Regions from separate parts of the Mus musculus genome. Here region 1 is linked to region 2. The links are chromatin contacts, called in public HiChIP or PLAC-seq maps. All regions are on one chromosome and are shown on one strand. Each heading gives the region's core, a stretch centred on a gene start, on an enhancer-like site or on the middle of the called end of the contact. The rest is flanking DNA. Distances are from core to core; before and after follow the strand shown. Region 1 overlaps Rapgef3 (Rap guanine nucleotide exchange factor (GEF) 3). Region 2 holds the start of Arid2 (AT rich interactive domain 2 (ARID, RFX-like)).

Region 1 (4,813 bases), core at 47-2,546, 1.5 Mb before region 2:
TCTGCGTCTCCATGTCCTTGTCTGCCAAGTGACTGCACTCTTATGAGAGTCTGTAGCTGTTAGACTGCAGATGCCCACAAGGCATGCAACCCTGAGTCTAGCACGTCTCTTCCTAGACTCCTGTCTATGTTATCAGGACCTGCTTTGGGAGATTTTTGGCACACTAAAAGCCATTGTTATCCTTGAGTAGTGTAGCCTGGACTTGACGGTCAGAGCCCAGCAGTCAGGAACTGGGGTCATCAGGGAACTGTGGCAAGGGTGGCTAAGAGAAAAGCCCTCAACCTTCAGGAGTCAGCAGGAGTGACTCTAGAGCTCACCTGTGTGCTCTGCTCTGGAAAGCACTGCCCTCTGGTGGCTACCTGGAGAGTCACTGCTGCTCAGTGTCCTCCTTTATTGAGATCCTACTATGTGGCAGTCATTTTTCAGACCACTGATGGTCACTAGCCAATGCTCTATTGGAGAGATGGCCCAGCAGTTAAGAGCACTGACTGCTCTTCCAGAGGTCCTGAGTTCAATTCCCAGCAACCACATGGTGCCTCACAACCATCTGCAATGGGATCTGATGCCCTCTTCTGGTGTGTCTGAAAATGGCTAAAGTGTACTCACATAAATAAAATAATTTTTTAAAAAAATATACAAATCTCACTAAGTGTACACTTGCATATAAATTATATATAAAACCACTTCCTCAACATGTGATTATAAAGCTATACACAAAATAGAAGAAATGTATTAATAGAAGAAAATAGATAAAGTGGATTAAATAGAAGAGCTAAGTTTTTCTCTGGACACATGAGTAGTCTTGTATGCCATACTTTGGAAGCCACTGTTCAAGGGCCCAGAGACCGGAAGACTCAAGCATTGTCCAGTCCATAGGTGATGAAAGTCAACATTAAGAGGTAGATAGGCCATTTCCTAATTTCCAGAAGTTTTTTTTTTTATACACATCTTTTCCCTGCAGCAGCCACACTTATAAAAATGGCCTGGGAAGTAGTTGGGGTGAGCCTTACAGGCTTTGGTTTATTGAAGAGGAAATCGAGGGTCAGGAAGGCGGATGTCTCGTCCATAAGTGACTAGTCTCAGGTGCTGCCTGAGTCAACGCCACAGGCAGTGTCGAGGTGTGGTCATGAGCACCCGTGCGTTTAGAGTCTCTCCCCAGCCATCTCCAGAAGAAGAACACTTTCAGCTAGGCAGGGCCTCCAGCTGCTCCCTGGCCTCTGTCCCAACCACCTCCCCTCAGCACAGCCTCTGCTGTCTTCACAGATGTCGTTGGCTTGCAGCCAGATGCCCGTGGTGTGGCCACATCCCTGGGGCTCAACGAGCGGCTCTTTGTTGTCGACCCACAGGAAGTGCATGAGCTGGTAGGGACAGGCAGGCTGCCAGAGCCCGAGGAACTCTGGGACCAGGAGGCAGGGTGGGTTCTGGGGGGTGGCCACAGAGAATGGAGGAACGTGCTTGCCTCTGGCTGCTCCTGAGTCTTCACTGGGAGAAAAGGGAGGGTGGGCCACAGCATTTAGAGATGCCAAGGGGAAAGAGGGGCTAGCTAACCCTAACTCCAGGGTCTCAAGCCAGAGTTCCAGCATGAGGGAACTGTCAGAACAGTGACCCCTCAGGAGAGCCCATTTTTCACCGTCCACAGACCCGAGAAGCATCTCTACTTCCCAGTGCCCTGTCTGTCTGTCCGCTGTCCCTCTCACCACCACAGGCAGAGTTTTTGTCCCAGGTCCTCCCTGTGTCTGAGCATTCTTCTCCTACAGACCCCACACCCTGAGCAGCTGGGCCCCACTCTGGGTTCTTCTGAGATGCTGGACCTAGTGAGCGCCAAGGACCTGGCAGGCCAGCTGACCGACCATGACTGGAACCTCTTCAACAGGATCCACCAGGTGCAGGAGGTAGAGCAGGAGGAGGAGGGTGTGGGCGGGACACCAGGCCTAGCATGCTGACCTGGTCTTTGGCCCGTCCAGGTGGAGCTGATCCATTATGTACTGGGCCCCCAGCACCTGCGGGATGTCACCACCGCGAACCTGGAGCGCTTCATGCGCCGCTTCAACGAGCTGCAGTACTGGGTGGCCACAGAGCTCTGTCTCTGCCCTGTTCCTGGCTCCCGGGCTCAGCTACTCAGGAAGTTCATCAAGCTGGCAGCCCAGTGAGTGCCTGTTGGGACTGCAGGGTGTGTGGAGATGATGGGGTATGGGGAGGACAGTGGAATGTGCGGAGACAGGGTGGTGTGTTGCCAGTCCCGCAGCCACCCTTTCTTAACCCCTCTCCCTGCCTGCTGCGTTGCCCAATCTGCCTTCTTTTTGTTCTTGGGTTCCCAGAGCCTTTGCCTCTTACTTAACCCACCCACCCTACATCACTGGGGATTTGGCTGTTTCCTCTGAGGGTGTCTGGGTCTTGTGCTCACTCACAGCCTCAAGGAGCAGAAGAACCTCAACTCTTTCTTTGCGGTCATGTTTGGCCTCAGCAACTCGGCCATCAGCCGGCTGGCCCACACCTGGGAGGTGAGTATCCGGGATTCTGCCAAGGCCAGGCTTCTGCCCTCCTGGGAGACGTTAGGGGGCTCTCTCTTCCCAGCCGTGGCCCTTCACCTGTCTCACCTTCACAGCGCCTGCCCCATAAAGTACGGAAGCTGTACTCAGCCCTGGAAAGGTTGCTGGTGAGTATTGGACCCGTTTCCACCTTCCCTGGACCCTGGCTTGGGCCTTTCATGGCTTTTGGTGCCCACCTAGGGCCTGGATCCCTCTGGCCTGTGGTTGTGGGTGCTGGCTGAGGGTACTCAATATAGTGATAGGGGCTTGTGAACTATACTCTACCCTCTGCTATTCATGGAGAGGACATTTGCCCTGGATATGCGACCACAGCAGGCCCCCGGGGATGTCCTGGGTCTGAGTTTCAGGAGGAGTCAGAGGATACCAGGCTCTGGCTGCTCTGCCCAAGGGTTTGGGCTGAACTTGACAGCAAAGAGGTATTCCTTGAGGTAGTGAGCAGAAGACCTACTGTGTGTCATTGTGACCCATTGTGTATCAGGTAAGAGGGTGTCTGTCACTGGACCCTCCCGGACCCTTAAAGGGCTTGTGGACCAGACAAAAGGGCTTGTAAGACTAAAGTAAGGAATGAAACGGGAGTGGGAACTTTTTTGAAGGTTTTGTAGTGTTCCAGAGAGAAGAAAGCCAAGGTGTTTTCAGTCTTGGGTGTTCTCAAGAAAACTGGGTGTTCAGGGGAACACACCCACCGGAGAGATAGAGAGGCTGAGAGGTTTTCCTAGAAACCTGGGGCCCTCTGGGATTAATCACCATGAAGATTTCCTGGGGTCACTGGGAACTTAGAAAGCCAGGCCTCAGTGCTGTTTGGTCTACCACAGACCCTGCCTCGGTGAGCCTCCGTATGAGGGGAGGCTGGCTTGGAGTCTCTCGAGTGTGGCCTGGGTCTGTGGTGGGCCATCATATGCAGCCTCCATCAGGGCAGCCTTCTTTCCTCACAGGACCCTTCCTGGAACCACCGAGTGTACCGATTGGCTCTCACCAAGCTCTCCCCTCCTGTCATCCCCTTCATGCCCCTGCTGCTCAAAGGTAGGCCCCTTAACACTCTGTAGCAATGACAGCTGAAGGGCTGACACCCAGGGAGCGCTCAGCTCAATCAGAGGTTGACAAGCTGAAAGAAGTTAGGGCAGGAACACAGCAGGGCTGCGCCGAGGCTGTGGTAGATACCCCAGGAGATACCAGCGAGTTGCCATGGCTCCGAGGCTACTGCAGGCTAAGCGCAGTGTGACTGGGACAGGACCTAGGCTTCCGACGGTTGGCCCCTCAGCTTTCTTGGGATGCAGGAGGGGGAGGTGTTTGGGGACCTATTAGCAAAGAAAGTCCTCCCTTTGCAGACGTGACCTTCATCCATGAGGGGAACCACACACTGGTAGAGAACCTCATCAACTTTGAGAAGATGGTGAGTTCAGGAAAGTGGGCTCCCACCTCCAGTCTGGGTTGGCAGTGTGACAGCTGCCCAGGAAGGGGCAGGGGTGGGTTTCCACTGATAGAACCTGAGTCCAGGCATGCATGCAAGTAACCCCAGTAGTCAGGAGGCAGACTGGAGGATTCTATATTTAAGAACAGCCTGGGCTATAGAGAGACCTTGTTTTTGATTTTGGGGTTTTGTTTGTTTTTTGTTTTTTTGTTTTTGTTTTTTTGGGGGTGTTTGTTTGTTTGTTTGTTTGGTTTTTCCCGGGACAGGGTTTCTCTGTGTAGCCCTAGCTGTCCTGGAATTCACTCTGTAGACCATACTGGCCTCGAACTCAGAAATCCGTCTGCCTCTGCCTCCCAAGTGCTGGGATTCTTGTGTGCGCCCCCCCCCCTTTTTTTTTTTGGTTTGTTTTTTGTTTTAAAGTAGTTCCTGTCTCATTCTACTGCATGTGGGAGGGTCTGCCTTTAGGGCTACTAGATGATAGCCTCAAACATCACACTGTTCTGGGCTGGAGAGATGGCTCAGTGGTTAACAGCACTGACTGCTCTTGCAGAGGTCCTGAGTTCAATGCCCAGCTGGTTAATGGGGTCTGATGTCTTCTTCTGGAGTGTCTGAAGACAGTGACCACGTATATCATACAGATAAATATATATCATACAGATAAATAGATCTTATTTTTAAAAAATCATCACACTGTTCAATAAGAGCCCTTTCTACTCCTATCTCTAAGCCTTCCCCGATCCCTGTCTTCCAGCTGCTGCCCAGCTCCTATTGAGCACGTGGATGTGCCAGGTTGAAGCATTCATAACCCTGTCTTTTATAGACCCCTAGTCCCTATCAGAATGGTTCAAAGGGAGCT
Region 2 (4,934 bases), core at 1,759-4,258:
GAATTGATTAGTACAAAGCCCTAACTTGTATTATCACAACCCTCTCAAATCCTCTCAACTATTAGAAACAGAAATAATCAAATGACTATCACTCCGTATTAAATTTTTATTTCTAACTCTATTACTAAGTCAATGGCTTGGAAATTTCTTTTTTACTTTATCCTTTTATTTAACAAGGTACTCTGACACCTAATACTATCACACACACACACACACACTCTCACCCTGGTATATTCTAGAGTGCCTATGGAACTCACTAACTGCCAAGTGCTGTCAACTCTTCAGCAAGAAGTCTGAAGTCAATCTAAGGCAGCCAATAGGAAGTGCACCTGTGCAATTTACCCTGTTTCCTATTTCAGAATCCTGAGTGCTATGCAGAGTGACTAGCGCATTTGAAGCAATACAAAACTCCAATTATACACAAGCTACATTACAAATATAAAACATGCTATCTTGTAATATCATCAGTAACAATACTTATTAGACATATTAAGAGCATTATTTTCATTTTAAATAACTAAGGTTACTGTGGATAATCAAGGAAAAATAAAGGTTCCCTTCAAAATAAAGTACAACATGAAAGTATAGAAGCAAACCTAAGAAAAAAACCACTAAGTCACAAAATACATTATCTAGACTGAATCATATAAACAAAATAAGAAATTTACTTTCTTGAGTAAGCAGTCAAAATTTAAGGAAATGAAAAAAAAAATCCAACCGTAATACCCAGATTCAAACCATCCCCATATTCCTAAAGATATTGGATATTTTTAAGTTTCTCAAAAATTCAATTAACAACAAAAGAGTTCAAAAGTTAATTCTGATCAGCCAAGGTATCTTCATTAGATTATTTATGTAAAAATATCCCATTGAAAACCCACTGAGGAACAGTTCCAGGCAGTAAGTTTTCTTTTAAAAAAACAAACAAACAAACAAAAAGTCCACAAAAGCCAGAATTATGGGCGGCTAAGGAGTTTCCAAATAAAGAAGGTGGGGGGAACTCTCTCTCCCACAGGTTACAAAGTTTCATTAAGTATCCCAAGTCTTTTACTAAGCACCTTCTTTCCTGTCCGGTCCCCCCTCCACACCCCCCCCCCCGTGGCTATCAAGCAGTCAATAACAATGTCACAAAAGAATGTTTACAAGGTAGGATGTGGGGTGTCGCCTGTAATGACTTTGTATGAAAAATATAAATGATTGTATTTTAACCTGAGGAGAACGTCAGCCTCCTACCATCTCACTGTATTGACAGCAAATGCTTCTCAGACTGCAATTAACAAGGGATTGGAAAACTGGTTAGAGCGCAGATTTTGTTGTTGTTTAATCGCCCCTAAGTCCCTCGTTTCCAAATACTGTGGAAAAGTCACCACTACTCACCGCAAGTAATACTGTTTTAAAGCAAAGGCAGCGTTGGAACAACTTCTGGGAAAGTTGAACTCTTCAACAATTTCTCCCCACTGATTCTTCTCAGAAACCTGTTAAAAACACAGGCACACTTGTCTCAAAGTGCCCAATCCAAGAAAAACCTACCCTAACCTGGAAGCTAAATGCCCCTTCTGCAGAGATCTGTAGACACCTAAGGAGCAGTGGGTGTCTGGGGTCGACCCACGAGAGTTACTAAGCCAGGGCTGCTTGAATCACTATGTTTTCATCAGAGAGCCCTGTATTTAGCAGCACTTGTTTTGTTTTGGGGGGGGGTTGGTGGGTTTGTTTTGTTTTTGAAGCCCGGACAATAACCAATCGCAAGTCCCTCTGTCGCCCCCTTTTAAATCTCAACGCGGTCCGTTTGCAGTAAAGAAAAAAAAAAAAAAAAGTTCAAAAGGATCAATACTGCTCCGGACAGCGACGTCCGCGAGCTCTGGGGGGGCCGGGGCCGGGGCCGACTCCGATCCCTCTCCCAGATCTATCCATCTCCATAGGCCCTTCTTTGAGGCCTACAGCTTCTGCCTAGCCTTGAAGCCTAAGATGGCTATTTGCAGACAGGTCCTGCTTTCTTTTGTTAGCTGTAGAAAGCCAGGGCGAGCGGGCCGAGGCTGTGCCCCCGGCCGCCGGGATCATTTCGCAGCCGATTATCGATGTTAAACCTGCCCGCGCTAATTTTGAGTTGCACGAAAACTGCTCAGAGTCTGTGTGTCTCTGTGTCTCCGCCTGTGCTAGAGCGGCAGCGGCGGCGGCGGCAGCGCTGACTCGCGGGCGGGCGGGCGGGCCGCGGGCTCGGCGGGCGGCGGGCGAGCACTCCACTCGCCCGCGCTCCCCGCCGCGCCGCTCAGACCCCGCGGGGCCGGCCGGACACCGGGCAGGGCGCTCCCCGCCGCCGGGCCGCACCGCCCGCCCAAGCCCCGCGCCCGCCGCGCGCACGCGAGCCACCAGGCCGAAAACAGCCCCGCCGCCGGCCGCCTCCGTGGGCCACCGGCTGCGAGCGCCGAGAACGCCGTGTGTCCCGCCGATCGCCCCCCCGACCCCGGGCGCCTGCTCCCGGGTCGGAGCAGACTTTTCCGAGCAGGCCAGCGAGAGGGAAATACAAATTAAAACTTCCACTCACCTTCGCGAATCCGCCTAAAGTAGTGACTCTGGTGTAGAGCCCGTGAAGATCCAGCTCCTTCCCACCCACCGCAGGGATCTTCTTAAACGGCGACCTGCGGGCGACAGAAAGCCCCGCACTTGTCACCGGGACCCCGCGCCCGCGGCGGGCCCCCGTTCGCCCCGGCTCGCCCCGGCGCTGCCCCCCCGGTCCTGCTCTCACCCTCTGCTGTGGTGGAACTGCCGCAGCTCGTCCAGGAAAGCCAGTCCCTTCCTCCGCTCGTCCGGAGGCGCCTTCCCCGTCGAGTTTGCCATTATTTTGCCAAAGGAGGTCTCCCGAAAAAACCCAGATCGCGGTTCAAACGCGGCCCCCGCTCCCCGCGCTCCCTACCAGCGCCCGGAGCCCATTCCTCGGCCGGCGGTGGCGGGGCTCAGTCATGGGCCGGCGGTGGCGGCGGCGGCGGCGGCGGCGGCGGCGGCGGCGGCGCAGGGAGGGAGGAGGGAGGGGGAGGAGGCGAGGAGGAGGGGAAGGAGGGAGCGGGAGGCCAGGGGGAGCGCAGGGCCGGAGGGAGGGGAATTTCTAAAAAAGTTTAAAGAAACGGGAGCGAAACTAGAGGGGCAGGCGACGGGCGGCCGGGCGCGGAGCCGCGGGGCGAGCGCGGCCCCCACCCTGCCTCGCCGCCTCCCGCGGCCCGGCTCTGGGCCGCCTCTCAGCGCCGCCGGCCCTGGCGGCTCGGCCCGGGGACGCGATTCAACATGGTGCTGCGGCCGGGGGGCGCACGAGCCGACCGGGGGCCGGGCGAGCCGAGGCGAGGGGCCCGGGCGGCCGCAGGCCTGGGAGTTGCGGCGGCGGCGGCGGCGGCGGCGGCGCGGCGGGGCCGGGGCAGGCGGGGCCGCGTGGGGAGGGGGAGGTCTGTGTGGTGGCTTGTGGAGAGCGGGGTGACAGCGTGGATCCGGGCCGCGGCTCCGCGGGGCCCTCGCACACATTCACGCGCGGCGGCGGCGGCGGCGGCCCGGGCGTCCCCGGGCACAGGCTCCGGCGGCAGCCGAGCCGCTGCGCGCCGCCCGCCGGCCTGCCTGCCTGCCCGCCAGCCTCCCGTTCTCTGCTGCCGCCGCCACGGCCGGGCCGCCAGCGCCGCACAGCGCCCCCCGAGGGCCGGCCGCGGCACTGCGCCTGGCTCCACACGGTCGCGGCGGCTCCTCGCGGGGAACAATAGACTCGGCTCGCCCGGCTTAGGGTTCATCTGCAATGTGCAGCACATTTCACACGCACACAAAGCGGGCGGAAAGGGGGGCGGCGCGGGGAAACGGCCACTACCGGTTGTTCCGGGCTTAGGGGTGGAGGCGATGTTCGCGTCCCCGGCGGCGCCCGCCGGGCCTCCGGCCACACTGAGAAGCAGGCTCGCTCGGCGCAGCCCCGGCGGCCGCGGACGAGTCCGCTCGCCCCCTCTGGAGACGTTGCTAGCGGGAGGCGTTGGCCTCCGGGCTTCATCGTGCTAGCACGAAGCCCGCCGAGCACATGGTCCATGATGGGGCCGTAAACTCACTTTGACAAACTGTAGGATCGAATAGGCTGGAAACTGCCTGCCCTACTTTTGTGGAGCTAGAGTAAGGCTTTTCACTCGTCCTCCCTTTTTTGGTCGGTTTGGTGCACCGAACCCGGAGGTACGCAAACGGTAATCGCGCCTGTTGGGAAATAACCTCCCAACTTTGAGAATAACACTGCTTAGGTCTTTTTTTGCACTAGTATCTGAAAAAGAGGGCAAAATGTTTTTCCCTTTCAGTTTAAAAAAAAAGAAAATGTGTACATAGGGAATTCAAAATTTGTATCTTTTTTTTTTTTTAGTACCACTTAAATTTGCATTTACCCGGGTGTTGGAGCCCTCCCCGGTCTGCAAATGTGGAGAGCCTCATGCTTCTCCTTTGGTCTACTAGGATTCCCATTTTAGAGACAGCCACCAGTGGCAAAGTCACTAGCCCAAGGTCACAAGCTGGTAAGAGTCTGGATGGGTTTATTTCAGGTAGTCTTTCCGATGGGAGCACCTATCGGGTGACGGGGAGGAGTATATTAAAAAAAGAGAGAATTATGTAATAGAGCGGAGCGTGCTTCCGGTACTCACTCTAGGAAACGGGTTTATTTCCCAAGTAAAGTTTATGTCTTCAGTGGGGTCGGGATAAGGTGTGGCTAGCAAATTCCTGACACCCGAGGACCAGTGAGTGCCTCGCAAGCCTGTGAGGGGCGGAGACCCTGGCCGAGGAGGAGGAGGAGAAGCCGGCCGGGCCCGAGGCGAGGCGAGGCGCGCTGGTGGGGAGAGCCGGGCTGGGCCAGCGGCCGCCCCTTCCCCCGCCGCCTCAAGGGCAGCGGCGAGCCGGGCTGGCCGGGCTGTGCGGATTCCCTGCGCTCCGCACTTGCG

What was found. HiChIP or PLAC-seq counts read pairs in DNA pulled down with a chosen protein or histone mark.
Region 1: a contact with region 2 is called in an HNF4G HiChIP or PLAC-seq map of pancreatic cancer cells. The contact joins the enhancer-like site here to the promoter of Arid2 in region 2. A contact is called at or near these places in 3 of 39 promoter capture datasets (hippocampal neurons, liver and pre-B cells), 2 of 115 datasets of contacts at active chromatin or transcription factors (embryonic stem cells and pancreatic cancer cells) and 1 of 9 other capture datasets (liver).

Annotation. Positions count from the first base shown.
Region 1 is chr15:97,747,339-97,752,151 of GRCm38.p6, reverse strand. Rapgef3 (Rap guanine nucleotide exchange factor (GEF) 3) reads left to right here. Exons shown (of 28, transcript NM_001177810.1): 19 at 1,264-1,361; 20 at 1,758-1,883; 21 at 1,965-2,146; 22 at 2,411-2,501; 23 at 2,606-2,656; 24 at 3,482-3,569; 25 at 3,875-3,939. Among named protein-coding and RNA genes, the nearest start is that of Gm33531, 8.7 kb to the right of the region's middle. Within about 2 kb of position 1,296, at least 185 of the 459 cell types and tissues checked have an H3K27ac peak or open chromatin away from gene starts, as enhancers often do. A contact at or near this core is called in pancreatic cancer cells and pre-B cells, where this site is marked.
Region 2 is chr15:96,285,596-96,290,529 of GRCm38.p6, reverse strand. It overlaps Arid2 (AT rich interactive domain 2 (ARID, RFX-like)), which reads right to left and starts at 3,008. Exons shown (of 21, transcript NM_175251.4): 1 at 2,744-3,008; 2 at 2,543-2,636; 3 at 1,378-1,475. The coding sequence starts at 2,835. Gm38469 (spidroin-2) reads left to right here and starts at 3,132. Exons shown (of 3, transcript XM_011245785.3): 1 at 3,132-4,514. The coding sequence starts at 3,277. The coding sequence ends at 4,020.